2 separate regions of the Gossypium arboreum genome follow, and region 1 is linked to region 2. Evidence: chromatin contacts called from public Hi-C data. All regions are on one chromosome and are shown on one strand. The core of a region is the stretch at or near the end of the contact, and the rest is flanking DNA. Distances in the headings are between cores, read along the strand shown.

Evidence for each region. A called contact is a pair of places that touch in the nucleus more often than the background predicts.
Region 1: a Hi-C map of leaf shows a contact between it and region 2, with 4 times the contacts expected there. The contact joins the promoter of LOC108458290 here to the promoter of LOC108458341 in region 2. A contact is called at or near these places in 2 of 5 Hi-C or Micro-C datasets (both in leaf).

Annotation. Positions count from the first base shown.
Region 1 is chr4:80,233,672-80,237,063 of ASM2569848v2, reverse strand. It overlaps LOC108458290 (CAAX prenyl protease 2), which reads left to right and starts at 1,444. Exons shown (of 7, transcript XM_017757636.2): 1 at 1,444-1,824; 2 at 2,142-2,201; 3 at 2,827-2,938; 4 at 3,323-3,392. The coding sequence starts at 1,615.
Region 2 is chr4:79,712,936-79,716,268 of ASM2569848v2, reverse strand. LOC108458341 (uridine nucleosidase 1-like) reads left to right here and starts at 1,750. Exons shown (of 9, transcript XM_017757697.2): 1 at 1,750-2,103; 2 at 2,510-2,625; 3 at 2,708-2,767; 4 at 2,960-3,142; 5 at 3,240-3,333. The coding sequence starts at 1,983.

The DNA.
Region 1 (3,392 bases), core at 195-2,694, 520 kb before region 2:
CATCTACCTAAATATTCACCTAGAGTCGTCAATTCTAAGTTTTGAAGTTTATTTGATTTAGTCCAATTTTTCATCCTACTTTAACATCCTACCTCAATTTGAAGTTTTTTCAAATTGAGTCGAGTGAAATGAAATTCAAGTCGAGTCAAATCAAGTGAAATTTTTAGAATTAAATTTTAAAAAATTAAACATGCCAATATCGATCATAGTCAATCAACGGTCAGTTAACACCAATCAAAGTCACATGATATATTTCTATAATTTTTATTACATTTTTATTATTATTTTTTTTTATAATTTTTATTTATTTTTTAGAATCTATTTTTATTTTTATTACATATAGATGCCACATGGCACTTTCTTATTGGATTGAAGTGCCATATGGCACATTCTAATTGAGTTGTGCCACGCGACACTTTCTAAATTTTTTTTTTTTATAATTAGAACCAAATTGATAGAATGTGTAAAATAAAAATTAAACTAAAGGAATGTGTAAGCATTTAGGTTAAATTTGTTGAATTTTTTTAATAATTAGGACCAAAATTAATAGAATGTGTAGCATGTTAAGGGCTAAATTTGTTGTCATACCAATCAAAAGTTTGTCATGTCATTATTCGGTCTAGTGACTAGTGCATTTTAACGGTGGAGTGACTAAAATAGGAAATTAACTTAATGAGAGTGACTAAATTAACAAAAACAAAATTGGGTGACTGAAATAAGAACACGCTAAAACTTGGGTGACTGTATGAGTAATTTACCCAAAAAATTATCATGGCAGCTAAAGGTGAGCGTTGGTTCGAATCAAGCGAAAATTTCAAGTTAATCGAGTTATCAAGTTGACAAGTCTCATTTTATCATCTTAACTCGATTTGAATTTTTTTCTTAATCGAGTCGAGTAAAATGAAATTCGAGTCAAGTCAAATTAAATCGAGTGAAATTGTTCAAGTTAAATTAAAAAAAACTAAACATGTCAAATAAAAATCTTATTACAATATAACTAATTTCATGTTAGAGCACATAAATTTGAAAATATATATATTTGAAAACCTTTTCAATACAATAAGAGAAAAAAATATTTTAATATGATAAAGTTAAATTATTAATTTACTTATTTAGGTCTCAGAAATATTATCTTATAAATGTTTTTAAAATTTTAATTTTTATATAGTTTAGATTAATTTTTTATTTTCAAAATTAGAAGGAAACAACAAGACATTTATATTAATATGTTATTTGAATTATTTAAATTTTAAAATTTAAATCCACTCAAACTTGAAATTTGAATAACTTTTTCAAGTTAATTAAAAAAACTTAATAATTCAATTTGATTAAGTAAAAATTCAAAAAAGAAAATCAATTTTTTTGGAATGGTTTCGCCTGGGAGCTGACTGGAAATAAAGTGTTAATGAGGGGTTCTTTTCGGCCCAAATTTACTTTGAGGCTTTGAAGTGACCCAAAAACCCTCAAACAAGAACCGCCCCAAGTCAAAACCCGAAGCCCCTTCTCACTGAAAGGGTATCAAACGGAGAAGATATTGAACCGGAACCGGCTTTTCTTTCCCCCCTTCTCTTCCTCTCTCCGGCGATCCTAGCTGCCGCCTCTTCGAATCCAGACATGGAAGAGAGCGAAGGTAGGTTATCGAAGCTAGTAGCGGTGATTGCTTGCATCGCTATGACACTGTTTTATGTTTCTATTCTTTATGCTCCTACTCTGATCCTCCGCCTCCCGCCTCCCCAATCCTACGAGAATTTCATGATCCGACGGTTCATTTGCGCCGCCGTTTGCTCCGTCGCGTCCGTTATTTTCTGTGCTTTCGTCCTTCCGGTATACCTATTTCCTTTGTCTCTCATTTTTATTTCACTCATTTATTATTATATAATTATGAACTAAGTTGAGATTTCTGTCATTCTGTGAAGTAAGTGGAAACTTAATTCATTGAGCTAAAAAGTGAACTCATATATAATTAGAGATGAGCGAAATATTGAATTGTTAACATGCATTGAACTAAAGCCATTTAACATTTTCATGTGAATGTAAAATCATCCATTTTGCGTTTTACAAAAGTGCTATTATTTGTTTTTATATCCAAAACACGTTTGTTCCTTTTTTTTATTATTCTAACAATGTTCGATTATGCGTAGATAACAGGTGGGGAGGCATCTTACTCGTTTGGGGTTTATGGCATTCGATCGGATCATTTTGTAAGAATCATACTTATGGAGTATATTTCCTACATTTTTGTTATGGATTTATTATTTATGTTTATGATCTGCTGGTTCAAAATCAGTTCTTGAAATGCAATTTTATGTGTGAAACAGTGGCAAGCAATCGTCTTTCCTCTTTTCTTGACTTCTCTTATGTATGCTGGATCTTTGATATTCAAGTCCATGTTATTGGTAAATAAGTGGAAGGAGCATAGACATCAAGAGGGAGAGCCACTGTTAGGTTGTATAAAAAGTACCCTTCTTAGCCTCCCGGTCCAGATGTCTTCAGTAACTTCCAATGTTTTATTCTGGAGGAATTTTATTGTGGTTAGTATGCTTACCACTTAAATTTCTTCATCTTTTGGGTGAATGCAAATAATTGTAAGGTCTATAAATAGGGTGTGTTTGCAATATTTTATTGTTGAAAAGGTTGCATTGTGCTTGCTTATTCTAGAAAGTAGTCTTGCAAATGGATTGAATATTGTGTTACATGTCCTGCTTATTGTTCAATGTTTAACAATCCTTCTTAGGAGAACAGCAATAATTGAAAATTAGAAGGAAATTTTCGAAATTGTTCCCTGTTTCTTCAGTCTTCATTCCTTAATAGTACTTTAATGAACAGGCACCAGTGACAGAGGAGTTGGTGTTTAGAGCATGTATGATTCCTTTACTTCTTTGTGGGGGATTTAAAGCATACAATGTCATTTTTCTCTGCCCTACTTTCTTCAGTTTAGGTGAGTCTTTTTTTGTTTAACACAGTTCGATCATTCATGAGAGGATTTATTATCTTTTTTCCTTTGGGTGTTAAGTATTTGTAATAGCTTAGACATGCTTTCATTGCATATATAGTGGTATGTATCGGTGCAACAATCTGTTTTTTTAACTTTTACCACAGTATAAATAAGTTAAAAAGGATAAGGTTGGCACGAAATGATCCATTTTTAAAATCTTATTATCCAATTTTGCATGTTCTTGTTCATATTTGCAGGTGTTGCTCAATTATGTGCTTGTGCATTTATTGCATTTCTTAACCATAATGCTTTCTATTTCTGCCACATTGCATATTGAGTTGAATGGCATATAAACTGTTTCAACTCTGTTTTGTCAATGTCTTGCAGCACATTTGAACCATATGATGGAGATCTACAGCCGACATAACTATAGCTTGCTTAAAGCCTCCTTGGTTGT
Region 2 (3,333 bases), core at 501-3,000:
TATATACTTATGAAGAAACGGTAAGAGAATGATATGTTTCATGGCATGTACATATATGATTATCTTTGATATGTTGATACAAGGAAATTATGTAAGTAAAGATAATTATTAAACTCAAGTGTGACATGTCGAGAAATTAAGTATATCAATATTGAATTTATATGAAATATGTGCAAGTATACTAACAATGATGTTGTTTGACGCTTAGACAAGTGTCAAGCTATTAATTGAATGGTAACATGTTTAATTATAAGAAGCATTGAAATGGTAAGTACTTAGATGAAAATAAAGATTTTGCGAAAATTTTTATGATCCTGATTTAATTCTGGTTAGTTTTTAATGTATGTTTGGGGCTTCAAGGGCCCAATAGAGAGACGTTATGATTATCTTCAAAATATGAATAATAAATGATCAGAATTATCTAAAAATGTTCAGTAAACTCCGGTAATACGTCGTACCTATTCCGGCAATGGATACGGGTAGGGGGTGTTACAAAATGTGCATTTTTAATACATTTTTTTTATAATTTTTGGGATTTTAGTTTTTAGTATATGGTACATGGAATGTCACATCAGTATACTTGTCCGGATGGTACTTCATATGTTATTGTAGATTTTATCAGTCACGTAAGTGTCTATTAATAATCAAATTGATTAATGACAGTTTTCATTATCGGAAGGGCCTAACTAATTTTATTTTAGTAATTGAGAGCTGAATTGATTTTGTTTTAATACTAATAATTTTTAATAAATATTTTTCAATATTCAAAATTTAATAATAAAATAAAAATAATTCAAAAACCAATTTAATAATATAATAAATAATAAAAATTATTTTTATCAATTTAATTTTATTCTAAACTCGTACCTTATATATATTCTAGATAATAGTTCAAATAAATAAAATTTATATGCGTATTATATAACCATAAATATTACATAGAAATAAACAGAAGAAAAATATCACATACAAATTCATATGCATATACGCATCATATAATAATATTAATTATTTAAATATATTATATAATCCAAATACAATATATCTATTAAAACAAACTATATGGATACAATTTTAGATTATATAAAACAAATTTATATTGTGTAAATATGATGCAAAATCATAGTCTACAAATTTATCGTGCCCAAAGTCTTTTATATTGAATTTTCTTGGCCGCCAATGTTGTGAAATTGAAGCATTCAGTTGTTTTGGAATTTCAATATATCTCATAAATAATTCTCAACCTAACAATTCTGTACACAACTTGTTGTATTAAAATTGTTAATTATCTATGTGGTTAAGAATTCAATCATTGTCTTAGATATGGAACAGTTTTAAAATTTATAATAAATATTTATCCATTAATCAACATATAAAATATAGATCATTTATCTCCCAATTATTAAATCTTTCTCATTTAAATGTTGGTCACAATTCCAATTTAATAGTTACATATGAATCTTGATGATTATACATAAAGGATAATATAAAATAGATGCATCATCATCAGCATCGTCTATGAAATTGTACCTTCACCCAACCAATGACTACTTTTTTTAAAATTAAACAACAGGTTGTCCTCCCTTTTTCTGAATAATTATTATTTCTGCTCTGATCCCATACGATACGGTCCAAGATTAGGACCACTCACATTAACCCACGTTGCCATTTACCATTCGCTGTTACAAATCAATTATGCTGACGTCAGCATACCCCCACCTTAAGGCGCTTTAAACTAGTATTAAAGGAGGAAGTAACATCATATCCCATAAACCAAAATAAAACACATCTTTGTTTGGTGTTCTTCTTGGGGGGACTCTCTGTTGGCATCGCAGAGCGGCCTACCTCTTCCTCTTCCTCTTCCTCTACGACAATTAAAACAAGAAATTCAAATCTCTCAATTGTTTTTTTATTCACATCCATATTCATTAAAATCTTAGATTAGATTATTACCACTTTGTGTTTTTCTAATTGCGTTGAATATGGATTATGAATTAAAGAAAGATTGTCACGATGGAATTGTCGTTAATGGCGGAAGCGATGCCCTTTTACTCTCACATGCCAACAGGAACAAGCTCATTATCGATACCGATCCCGGGATTGGTCAGTTTCGCTCCTTTTTATTTATTTACTTTTTCTCTGGTTGGCTGTCAATTTAGTTGCATAAACTAGAATTATAATGAAATAGGAAACAATTTTACTTTTTCAATTTATATTTGTCCTTGGAGTTTTACTTCGGGATAAGCTATAAAGTTTGATTTAAAAAGCTACGTTGACTCTCTCTGTCTATATAGAAAAGTTTTATTCGAGGGGCGTGTGATGAGATCTATATAGGAAAGTTTCGGGTTTTGATATGTATATAATGAAACCGGAAAATTTTTATTAAATTATACAAGGAAGTGAAAACAATATGGAGTGGATTGATTGATTGGCAGGATTAGATATGTAGAGATTTTGTTTGAGTTTGACCCTGAACAATGTATGGATGCGTTTTTCATTTGATTAACAGATGATAGCATGGCGATCTTTATGGCATTTCAAAATCCAGAATATGAGATCTTAGGTTTGACCACCATATTTGGCAATGTCCAAACCGAAGATGCCACTCGTAATGCCTTACTTCTGGTACGTGCTTCTCCTTTCTGGTTTTCATATCATTTGGAATACGTTCATGATTTTATCCTCTTTTCGAGGTGCAAAAGGATAGTGTGAAATCGCAGGGCGTCCTGATGTTCCTGTAGTACAAGGCAGCCCCGAGCCGCTTACGGTAAATGCTTCAGTTTTCCCTTTCCTAAATTACAATGTAATTCCATGGGAATACTAATGGGCCTCGCTGCAATTGTTAACTTGCTTTATTGTGCTTTGATATTCTTCCTTTTTTTTTTTTTTTTTTTTTTGGGGGGCAATTACTATATCTTTTATTTACCATAGCCTAATTGTGGTTGGTTTGTTGGAAAAGGGTGGGAGGCCGAATGTTGCCGACTTTGTTCATGGCTCTGATGGACTGGGGAATATATTCCTATCTCCACCAAAAACTAGCAAATCTGATAAGACTGCCTCTGAATTTTTAGTTGGGAAGGTTTCTGAATATCCTGGTAAAGTATCTATACTTGCACTTGGACCACTCACAAACTTGGCACTGGTAAGACCTTGCTACTCTCTTATCAATTTCCTCCATTTTGGTTATAGGCTTCGCAGGTAAGTGCTTAAACACAGTTTCTCTTTTTTTTTAAATCCAGGCAATCAAAAGGGACTCTTCCTTTGCCAGCAAGGTGAAGAATATAGTTGTACTTGGTGGCTCATTCTTTGCATTAGGAAATGTAAATCCTGCTG